2 separate regions of the Gossypium hirsutum genome follow, and region 1 is linked to region 2. The links are chromatin contacts, called in public Hi-C maps. All regions are on one chromosome and are shown on one strand. The core of a region is the stretch at or near the end of the contact, and the rest is flanking DNA. Distances in the headings are between cores, read along the strand shown.

Region 1 (5,877 bases), core at 1,552-4,051, 160 kb after region 2:
CTCCCATGATCCAACCAGGAAGTATAACAATAATAGATGTAATTACCTCCAACCAATGAATATCCTTTATAGATGAACCATGTTTGATAGATTAAACAATAAGAATAATAAGATAGCTGAGATAAAGAAGTCTAAGATGTAAAACTCCACTAAATTTTCGAGAATATAACCCATAATAATTGATAAAGAGAACGATGATATCCCAAAGAAAAATCCAAAAGAAGAATATCACTCATACACACTGGAACCAGAAGAGGAAAAATTTTAAAATAAATTACTAAATTATGCCACATGGCACAACCACGACTTGCCACATGGCAAAGTTAACGGTGTCAAAGGATGATGGCTTAATTGATTGCCTAAATTCAATTGAGGGCTTAGTTAAGTGCTATTTTCGATTGATTATTGAATTGTTTTTAAGGGGGTTTTTTATATAATAAACCTTAAAATAATTTTATTTTTTAACAAAATTATATTATTATGAGGATATTTTTATTTTAATATTTTTATATAAATTCTATAAAATTCACTCAAATAAAATTTAAACATGATAAATTAGCATTTAAATCATAATAGTTAGTATCGTACCCATTCATAAGTAAATTTTATATTTCATTCTTATCAAAAATTTATTACAACGAAATATTTATATACCATGATAATTTAGCATTATATATATACATAAAAATATAGCAATTAGAATAATCCTAAACTGATATCAAAATATTTATATTTAATTCTGATCAAAATTTTAATATGTTTCGATAATTTTGATATATTCCCACATGATAAATAATAATTAAAAACCTTAACTTTACTATTTCAATTGATTGCAATCTTTCAAATAAATAACATGGTGGGGTGTGCCATGACCAATGGCCCATGATATAGTTGATATTGAAAGTTGAATAAAAACTATGGAGCGACGGGGTGAGGGTCTACAATTAGAATGGGCTTATAGGTTGATGAAAATTGGATGAAGGTTGAAAAGAACGGACAATGGCAGCCAGCCCGAAATAATACATGGTTGGGGGTTATCACTCGCAGTGTTCATCCTCACTCAATTAATGTCGGTGGCATATCAACACCAACACGCCCTTCACAATTTCCAACTTTCTGCCGACAACACATCCCATCTACATTTCGGTCACGCGTCTTTTAAATTATTATTCTATTTTTGTACTCAATATTAATTTCTTTAATATCATATCACATTTATTAATATAAATTTTTTAAAATATAATAATTTATTCAACCTTTCGTTTTATTTTTCACTTTTTATTTTTTAAACTCAAATCATCTCAAAATAAATAAAAAAATTAACATTTACTAGCATCCACGTGGTAGTTCATATATAAATTATATTAGCATTTAATTAGTTTTAAAAAAAATTAAAAAAATATGTTTTCTTATATATTTTTAATTTTTAAAATATCATTTTTATAAATAATTTTTATTTTTTTAATTTTTAAAATTAATTAATTATTGACGTGTGACAAAATTAACCAATAACTTTTTTCATTATAAATTGATTTCACAAACAATAAAAATTAAAAATTAAATAAAATCTAAATACAGCTTAATTATTATTATTATTATTTTAAGTTGGAAGGTAAGATTGTGTCAATTTTTTATTAAAAGTTTTTAACATTATAGCTAAGTTTGAAGTTACCAGTTAAATAAACCAATATGCCATAGTCAAATTTATTTAAAAAAACAAATTAATATTATAACGTCAACTGTTTCTCTAAAATTTTAATTAAAAATAATAAATATAATTACTTCTTTTTGGTTTTTTAAAGTTATTTTTGTTTTTTATTTAAAATTTCACCTTTTTAATTCTTAAATTTTTTATCAAATTACCTAAAATATTAACATACAACTAATTGATATCTCAGCATTTAATTACATTTTAAAATATTAAAATAATCTTTTATATTTTGTAATAATTTTAATGATTTTTGAACATCATCATAACTTCATGAATTGACACTCAAAACATGACGATTCCATTTCCCCTACTCCATTCCTACATCTCATGGGCATGAAAACATCGCATTTTTTTTAAATATATAATTTATATGTAAATATTTATTTTTGGTTAAATTCTGTCATTAGTCCCTATATTTTAAAAAAGTATAGGGACTTAGAATGATACAATTGGAGAAATTGGACTAAATTTATAATTGCAAGTATGGCACAATACTAATAATTGAATTTAACCAAATGTATATTTGAAAAGTACAGGGACTAAAAGTGACCAATTTGAAAAGTAAAAAGAATAAAATTGATAAAATAAAAGTATAGGGACTAAATCTATAACTTTCACAAAGTACAAGGACTAATAATAAATTTAACCTTTATTTATTGTTGTATTTTCCTTTAATTTATTTAGGCAAAACTGTACTATAAGTCCCTATACTCTTTGTAAAATTAAAATTCAATCCCTAGATTTTTATTTTAAAAAAATTAATCTCTATACTTTTATAATTTCAAAATTGAGGTCAAATTGTTAAATACTGTTAAATTTTTTATTAAATTTATTAGTGTGATATTTTAAATTAAAATAATCCAATTGATAGCTATAAAACTAAAAAATAAGTTGTAATGACTCTAAATTTAACAAAATAAATTTTAACAGTGGTGGTAAATAACTTATATATTTTAATTTAAATAATAAAAAAATTAAATTCTTTAAAATAAAAATATAAAGATTAAATTCTAAATTTACAAATAGTACATGTAGTTATATAGGATATTTTAACCATTTATTTGTTATATGGTACGGAAAAACACAGGTCTCTCGGTTATCAACTCTGTTTCTTTACATTTTATTTAATTTTAATTAATCGTTATTTATGTATTTTTTTTCCTTTCTCTACATGCCCTGCTATTTTGAATCAAATCCATCTATTGTTGTACTTCGCTTCGTCGTCTTTATCATTTCTTTTTCTTTTCCTTTCCACTCACTGGCTAGAAAAACCAGATTTCTATCAGATCTGTAAATTTTCTTTTTAAACTCATCTGTTTACGCTCAAATGCGCCTGATTTTGCCGGCTTAACTTCACTTTTCATTTTGTTTCTTCGTTTGCCGAAAGTTTCCAAATAATGATGATCTTCGGCCCGATCACTCCCGGTCAGGTGCGTTCACTTCAGCATTCTCCAACCCTCTCGGATCTTGCATTTTAAACTTTCTTCTTTTTTATATAAAAAAGAAAAATCTTGTTTTTTTTTTTTAAATTTTTTTCTAGGTTTCGTTTTTTCTCGGCGTATTTCCGGTGATTTCAGCTTGGATCTATGCAGAATACTTGCAATACAAGAAAAATTCACTTGCATCCAAGGCGTAAGCTCTGATTTTTTACATTTTGTGACGCGATTACAATTAATTAACGTACTTTATTGGTGAAAAATTAATTTTCTGTTTTCGTATTTCTGTTAGTAGGCATTCTGATGTGAGTTTAGTCGAAATTGGAAATGGTGCCGTTAAGGAGGAAGATAGAGCGGTTTTACTGGAAGGCGGAGGTCTTCAATCTGGTTCTCCTAAAGCGCGGTCTTCAACATCTTCCGTGTCTCCAATTGTCAAGTTTGTCATTGGAGCCTTGATTTCTTTTCTTTCCTTCTCATTTCTTTCTATTTTGATCAGGTACTGAATTTATATGCTTTGATTTTGTTAAGGTTTCTTATGATGGATGAAACTTTCTTGATTGAGAATCGGTTGACACTTCGAGCAATGTAAGTGAATTTTTTATTTGTTGATTAATATTTGAATCATTTCTTTCAGAGATTTAATAGTATGTAACTTAACTTGCTCTCTTTTTTTCAATTCTTTTTGTTTTTTCGTCTTATAGATCTGAATTCGGTGTTCTTTTGGCATACTATTACATATGCGACCGTACTGATGTATTTGCCTCTTCGAAAAAGGTGAAGATGATTACTTCAGTATATAATTCATAGTTATAGTATTGTGTCTAAATAGAATAATAGATACTTGTTAAAAGATAAAAATGAACTTTAATTGAAGTTAACAACTGCTGAGCACTCTGTTCTTCTTATAAAATATTGCAGTAAGTCATGGATTTCAAATTTAGTTTTACTGCAATAAATAATCATTTAAAACTATATTATTGCTTGCTAATTAAGTTCTCTCATTCATTGTATGTCTATGCAGAGTTACAACCGGGATCTTTTCTTGTTCCTCTACTTTCTTCTCATCATAGTTTCGGCAATAACTTCATTCAAGATACACCATGATAAGTCACCATTTTCAGGGAAATCTATACTTTATTTGAACAGACATCAAACTGAGGAGTGGAAAGGTTGGATGCAGGTTTGTAATTCTTTGAAATGATGCAATAAACCCGCAAAATTTTATTCTTGAAAGATCTTCGTTTACTTGTAATAATAGAATGTGTTGGGTTGCATAGAAAGTGCAAACATTTGTGGCCAATGCTGCTTACACGCAAACTGTTCCAGCATTGCTGAACAAGGATTGTTGATAGTCTTGTGCTTACTTTTCCCCCATTTATTTTGCAGGTCTTATTTTTGATGTACCATTACTTTGCAGCATCAGAGATTTACAATGCTATCCGAATTTTCATTGCTGCTTATGTTTGGATGACTGGATTTGGGAACTTCTCATATTATTATGTGCGCAAAGATTTCAGTCTTGCAAGGTTTGCACAGGTATGAGTTCCCTAAGTAAAGATCATGTAAACTACTCCATGTTTCAAGTTCCAACGTTGAGTGTTTTGATTGAACAGATGATGTGGCGGCTCAATTTCTTGGTATTTTTTTGCTGTGTTGTCCTCAATAATAGTTATATGCTATACTATATATGCCCCATGCATACTCTATTCACTCTTATGGTTTATGGGGCACTTGGTATTCTGAACAAGTACAATGAGAAAGGGTCAGTCATTGCTCTAAAAATCATTGCCTGCTTCTTGGTGGTTATCCTAGTTTGGGAAGTGCCTGGAGTATTTGAATTTCTCTGGAGCCCATTCACCTTTTTCCTTGGTGGGTAATTTTCCAAAGCATGATTTCTATTTAAACAACTTTTGGTCATATTGATGGGAAAAATATAAAAACCATTGCAGGATATACTGATCCGGCAAAGCCAAACCTTCCCCTCTTGCATGAATGGCATTTCCGCTCTGGCCTTGATCGTTATATTTGGATTATTGGGATGATATATGCATATTACCATCCAACTGTAAGTTCTGATGCAATTATTTTCGATCTTTTCATTGTATCTTGCTATGAATTAATGCAATTAATTTTTGGAGTTGATAGCTAGATATTGGGATTTACTATTGCAGGTTGAACGATGGATGGAAAAACTCGAGGAAACAGAGGTGAAGCGGAGAGTATCAATTAAAATAGCTGTGGCAATAATAGCCCTGATGGTATCATATATACCCCTTTTGACTTGCCATTCCTTTTCCTAGAAACTCTTATTCATGAGGTTTCAATTAACTTGCAGGTGGGATTTCTATGGTTCGAGCACATTTACAAGCTTGACAAGATCACCTACAATAAATACCACCCTTACACGTCATGGATCCCGATAACGTAGGTCTCATGTTGACTGTGTTGATATTTTGACATATCTGAACATTTTGGCTCTTACTGATAAATTTTTGTTCCTTGTTTTCACCAGTGTGTATATATGTTTAAGAAATGTTACCCAATCCTTCCGAAGCTACAGTTTAACCCTTTTTGCGTAAGTAACCCTTAATTATCTCTTGTTTTATTCTTTTGTTTTCCGATGGCCAATAAGGTGGAGCTAATATGTCTTTCATTTCCAGATGGCTTGGAAAGATTACACTGGAGACCTATATCTCGCAGATTCACATCTGGCTAAGGTAAGCTGAAGTT
Region 2 (5,988 bases), core at 920-3,419:
TTTATATTAAAATTATGATTTAATTTTGTTAGAAAAACAAAATTTACAAACATCTTTATTTTTTAAAAAGGAAATAAAAACTTAATTGTTAATCTTTATTTGTTTAGATGAATCTCAACTTACAACAATTTTACCACTATAAATGTGACTTCAGTGTTTAATTTTTATTTTATTTTAATCAGGCATACAATTTAATCTTCTCTCGTATTTTTATAATATTTTTTAAAAAAAAATTCTATTTTTAATGGTTAAAATGTAAATTTATCAAAAGTCTACTATGGTCTATTGAATTTTTGTGTGGTTTTAATTGTGAGATCAAATAAAAGTAAACACTTAAATAATTAAAACCAAAATAAAATAAAATTTAAAATTTGAGATAGTAAAAGAATAATATATATATATATATATATATAAATAATTAAGCCCAAATAAAGAAAGAAACAAGCGTAAATAAAATGGTTGAAAAATAGAAATCAGGCGTAAATGGCAAAAACTTGGGGGAGAAGAATATAAAAAGAAAAAAAAATAATTAAAAGTGGAAAATGAAGATGGCGTGTAGGGGAAGCAACCACAAGAGAAGGAAAGAATATACCAAAACCGCGTAAAAGAGCATGTGGTTTGGGAAGAGAAGGTGGCCGTTGGATGGGACACGTAGGAACGGAAAAGAGGACAAAAATACACGTGTAAATGAAAAGAGAGGCGACATCGGCCGTGATTCGGGGACCAAAATGCAGGGGCAAATGTGGTTTCACGAAATCATTTTTATTACAAAATTACAAAACCACTTTTTATGTAGCAGCAAAGAATGGTGGACAGAAATTTGCAACTTTTTTTCCACATTTTTCACTTCCATTTTCCTTTTCTTCTTTTTTTGGGATTTTCTCCGTAGAAGTTTGGTTGTACCTTTGAAAACACGATTACTATATTTTTATTTTGTCGGCAATGACAAAAATTGAAAATCCCTAGACGAAAATTCTCACATAAATAAATAAAAATTAATATTATCAGTGAGTAAATTTAGTTATGATTATTTTTTTAATATTAAAATTTGAATTATCGTTAATTAAAAATAAAATAATTAAGTGATAATATAAAATAGTTATTTTATCTTTAAGCTATAAGAGATAACTATGAATAAAAGAGTTTAAATTCTTGTAGAACAATCAAATGGACAAAAAATCACTTTCACTCATGTGATTAGATCAAATGAAGTATCTCAAAAAGCTTAGAAAATCTTTATAGATTTCTCTACTTGAATCAATTTTGACAAACACTATAGTTGCTTTAAGGAAAAATTACATTTCAATCAAGTTTAATTGCGGAGAAAAAGTTAAAAATTATTTTTGAAAAAAACCACTTTTCAATTCAAATCAATCGAAAAAAAGATGTACAAATCTATTTTAAAAGCAAACCATTACCATACTAGAAGCAATTTGCATCCATCTAAAAAGCAAGTATAAACAATTACTAAATTGAAGTAAAATAGAAGAAAAGACACAAATGATATATATTTTTTAGTATTGGATAAATTTCAAGAGATTATATAACTTTTTTAACTCTGAAATTTGTAAGACACAACGTTTGAATTTGCATGATGGTATTATAATTAGTGAATTTTGGTCGAATGTAGAAAAGCCAAAGTTAATGAATAATTTGGAAAAAGAATTTCGGATTGAATGAAAATTGAAGAGTTATAAATAAAAGAAATAATATAGACGGAAATCGGATTGAACCAGGTTATTTGATTTTTTAGGACAATGTCTGGTGAGGCGTGTGGGTTTTGTCGGGGAAGAAGTAGGCGAGTAATGAGTTAGAAACTCAGCTGACGCATACATTGGCTCAGCATTTCATAACGCGCTTATTTATTACTTCATTTTCCAATATCAGTTATAAGAGAAATAGAGGTTTTTTTTTTAAAAGAAAAGAAAAGAAAAGAAAATTTCAGATATGGTGAGGTGGTGGCACCCTTTTCTCACTTTTTTTTTTAAAAAATGATATAGATTTCACGTACTACTTTTTTTTTTTAATATGAAGTTAAAAAATAAAGACTAAAGTTGGGTGGCCTTGAAAAGCCAAAAAGATGGAAAAATGATAGAAAAAACACCTTAATAAATTGAAAGCAAAAATAGAGAAGAGACGAGATTAGGTAAGTTAGATTAGAGGTAGTAAGTAATTAAAAGAGAAAATATTTGTTTAAAAAATAAAATAAGAAAAGGAGTAAAAAAGACGGCCCCCGTCAACGCGTACCCAAAGGTAGACCTAAAATAGAGGGGGCGGTCCATAAACAATAAATGCGGTCCAACACCGGCCTCCGTTAATCGCCACGTACCGTACACTTAATCAACCGGCAAATGCCGGTCTCTACTCTTCTCCTATGCTTATACTATAATCCCAAGCTGTTCTCCAAATTCCCAACCCAAAGTCTTTTTCACATACACTTCACCCCATTTTCTCACTCTCTTTTTCTATCATTTTTTTTTTAAGAAAATGTCTCTTTTTGGTTTAATGCAAAGATAAGAACTTTGGGTTCCTTTTGTTTCTTAGAAAAACAAAAAATATGGAGGAGAATATGTGAAAAAGTGTGTGGAGAAGAAGAAAGAGAATTTCATTTCCATGGCGAATTTAATATTTTCCGATGAGAATCCGTCAGCGGCGGCAGCAGCAGCAGCAGCAGAAGCGACCAGTTCCGGTGGAAGCATCTTTGACATGGCAACTGGAGCAGGGGCATGTGATGGAGATACTAAGTGGGGGTCTTCTTTAGGTTTCATGGACTTGCTTGGCATCCATCAAGATTTCATTGCCCCTTCTTTATTCGATTCCTTTCAGCCACCACCGATTCTTCCACCACCACCTCCCTCAACATCATCTGAACCACTTCTTCACCAACAACTGGACGCGAAGCAGCTTCAAGCCCTTCCATCGCCGGCCTCCACCCTGCCGGAATCTTCTGAAGTTTTAAACAACCCTGCAACACCAAACTCTTCTTCCTTCTCTTCTTCATCTAATGAAGCTGCAAATGATCATGAACCAACCAAAGCTGAAGATGATGAAGAAGAAGAGCAGCATCAAGACAAGACAAAGAAACAGTAAGCTAACCTTTCTTTGACTATCATTTATGGCTTTGGATTCAATACTCACTCTCTCTATTTATTGTTTCTGTTTTTGAGTTAGATATTTGGGGTAGTGTGGGATAAACTTTTGGTTGCTTTGTATTGCTGATTTTTTAAGTAAAGGTTTTGTTTTTTAGCTTTGCTTTTGCTTTTATGGGTTTAGGTTGAAACCCAAAAAGAAGAACCAAAAAAGGCAAAGGGAACCGAGATTTGCGTTCATGACAAAGAGTGAAGTTGATCACTTAGATGATGGTTACCGATGGAGAAAGTATGGCCAAAAAGCTGTGAAAAACAGCCCTTTTCCCAGGTATCAATCAATATCTAATCTAATAACCCCTCTCCCTTTTCATATTGGTCCACTAATGTTCATTTTTAGTAAGCATTGCTATATTATATGGTTGAAAAACAGGAGCTATTATCGTTGCACCAGCGCTGGCTGTGGGGTGAAGAAGAGAGTCGAGAGATCCTCCGATGATCCCACCATCGTTGTCACCACTTACGAAGGCCAACACAAGCATCCCTACCCGATAACTCCTCGAGGAAGCATTGGAATCAACATGGATCCCTCCTCTAGTTTTGGCCCATCTTTTGTTGTTCCTCAACCTCAGTATTTACATCAGCAGCAACAATTGCAACCCTATATATATAACTCATCGCCTTCTTTGAACATTACTAGTATCACTACTAGTGGCTCTAGCTTCAATGCCTCGATCCCTGATTTCCTTCAAGACAGACGTTTTAATACTTCTCCTACTTCTTCTTCAGCTTCGTTACCAAGAGACAATGGACTCCTTCAGGATATTGTTCCAACACAGATGAGGAAAGAGGCAAAGGAACAGTAAGACAGTATGGGTTCTTTTTTTATATATAATTATATGATTGCTGGTATGTTGTTTCCTAATCCTTTACTAACTGATAAAAAACCCAATTCACTATATCTTTTTTTATTCAATCTATTATCATCTGTATAAAATCACCTGTCTTTTTATAGTGTTTTTGCAGGAGAACAAGTGGTTTTGTACTTGGTTTTTCTTGTGGTTATTATTCTTTGTATTTAAGGAGAATTCAATTATGGAAATATTGGGGTTTTTTTATTATTAATTTCTTCCAATTGTGCTACACGTTAGTCATTTTCTTCTCCTTTCTTTTTCATTGTATGCATTGTCAAGAGAGAAAACGTAGGTACAAAGAAGACTTTAGGGTTAGGGTTTTTTTCATGAAAAAGTCGTCATGCAGACTAGTTGTTAGCAAAGCAATATTTTATTGGATGCGTCAAAGCTCTTGAACTTGTAGAAAAAGGAAGCTGGGAAATCTACCCTAGGAAGCTAGAGAAAGAGAGAGGGCAGGGCAGTGAAAACAATGTGTTAAAAGTTAAATTATTATTTGAATGCCATATGTTTCATTGATGGAAGTGCAAAGAAAAAGATGAAAAAAAACAATGACTTGGTAGTCTAATTCACATTAGCCCCTTTTAAAAATCATGGATTTTTCTTCCTTTCCAAGCTATGGAGATACAAGTCACTAATTTATGGAATGTGAACATAATATCTCTTTCTACTAGTCTTCCCCATATTAGCTCTTACCACACATGCTTCTCTACTTATCTATGGGCAGAAACTATAATGAAAGCGGAAGAGGTTAGGGATGTCCAAGAATCGAGGCTTAGACCTAATGTCAATTATACGATCCGGTTTGACAACATGAAATCTGGGTTGGGAAGAAAATTTACTTTGAGGAGTAATGGCATTGTATCATATTAAATATCCCATCCTTTAGCTTTAACTTAAAAAAGAATATTTCATGTCATGTACAAACTATAGACCAAGCATATATGCATATATTCTTTGTTATCGAAAGTGTCAATATGCACACTTGAATTTCATAAATGGAAACTAAAGAGAAAGTAAAATCTTTTTGAATTCACTGTATATATAGCAGTAATATATACTCTTTTTATTTATTATTTGTTGTTTATATAAAATGAAAATAAAAAATTACAGTATTGTCTGTTAAAGCATACTGTGATATGAGAGTGCTCCAGGTCAAGATACTTATTATATCATGCATTAGTTTGGGAGAACCGGCCACCTCAGGGACAAGACATATATGTATGTTCGAAGATGTAAGAATAAAGAAGAAGGTGAGGCAAAGAATAATGAAAATTTCCTGGATTGTGTTATCAGTATCCCGTTGGAAGATTTTTGTATACAACAGCTGGCTTGAAATTTAGACAGCATCTTCTATTTCTGCTAATGTTAATTTATATATATATATATACACACACCATCGATCCAGAAAGGATATGTTTTTTGGGGGGGTTAAAATTCTGAACCACGTGCATGAAAGAATGAGTATATTGTCAGCAAAAGTTGGCCGTCCAAAGCAGCATAACTTGTGGAAACTATTCTTGTTAATATATATATAGAGAGAGAGAGAGAGTGTGTGTGTGTGTGTAAATATAGGATAGTCACTGGTTTACTTAATACCACAAAGAAGAAAGAGTAGAGAGAAACGTTTATGTAATTATCTCAACATTCAATATTTTCACCTCTATCATGTTGGCTACCAAAAGGTTCTTGTACTTTCTAATTTAGTCACTAATTAAATTGGAAGGGAAAATGTGGAATGCATACCATTTCAATTTGCAAAATATGATATGGAAGATCATCTGCCTTACACCTATATATCCTAAAAAGTTAGGTCTAGTGACTTTCATTCACGATTCATGTTTAGAATTTATGATTGTATTTCTCAAAAAAAATATTAAAAAACATATGCACTCCTACTATTGCACCTAACACTTATTGGCATATTAAACATCTAAGCAAGAAATAACATACAAATATTGTTTCTATTTGATTTTACAACCCAATATAAT

Evidence for each region. Hi-C and Micro-C count contacts between places; a contact is called where the count stands out from the background.
Region 1: a Hi-C map of leaf shows a contact between it and region 2, with 2.5 times the contacts expected there. The contact joins the promoter of LOC107896405 here to the promoter of LOC107896591 in region 2. A contact is called at or near these places in 2 of 34 Hi-C or Micro-C datasets (both in leaf).

The regions. Positions count from the first base shown.
Region 1 is chrA10:101,967,970-101,973,846 of Gossypium_hirsutum_v2.1, forward strand. LOC107896405 (protein REDUCED WALL ACETYLATION 2) reads left to right here and starts at 2,802. Exons shown (of 16, transcript XM_041079147.1): 1 at 2,802-3,141; 2 at 3,252-3,343; 3 at 3,443-3,583; 4 at 3,676-3,732; 5 at 3,849-3,921; 6 at 4,169-4,327; 7 at 4,534-4,683; 8 at 4,761-5,016; 9 at 5,097-5,212; 10 at 5,319-5,405; 11 at 5,483-5,571; 12 at 5,660-5,722; 13 at 5,808-5,864. The coding sequence starts at 3,109.
Region 2 is chrA10:101,805,883-101,811,870 of Gossypium_hirsutum_v2.1, forward strand. It overlaps LOC107896591 (probable WRKY transcription factor 48), which reads left to right and starts at 2,170. Exons shown (of 3, transcript XM_016821788.2): 1 at 2,170-3,086; 2 at 3,274-3,417; 3 at 3,520-4,549. The coding sequence starts at 2,614. The coding sequence ends at 3,952.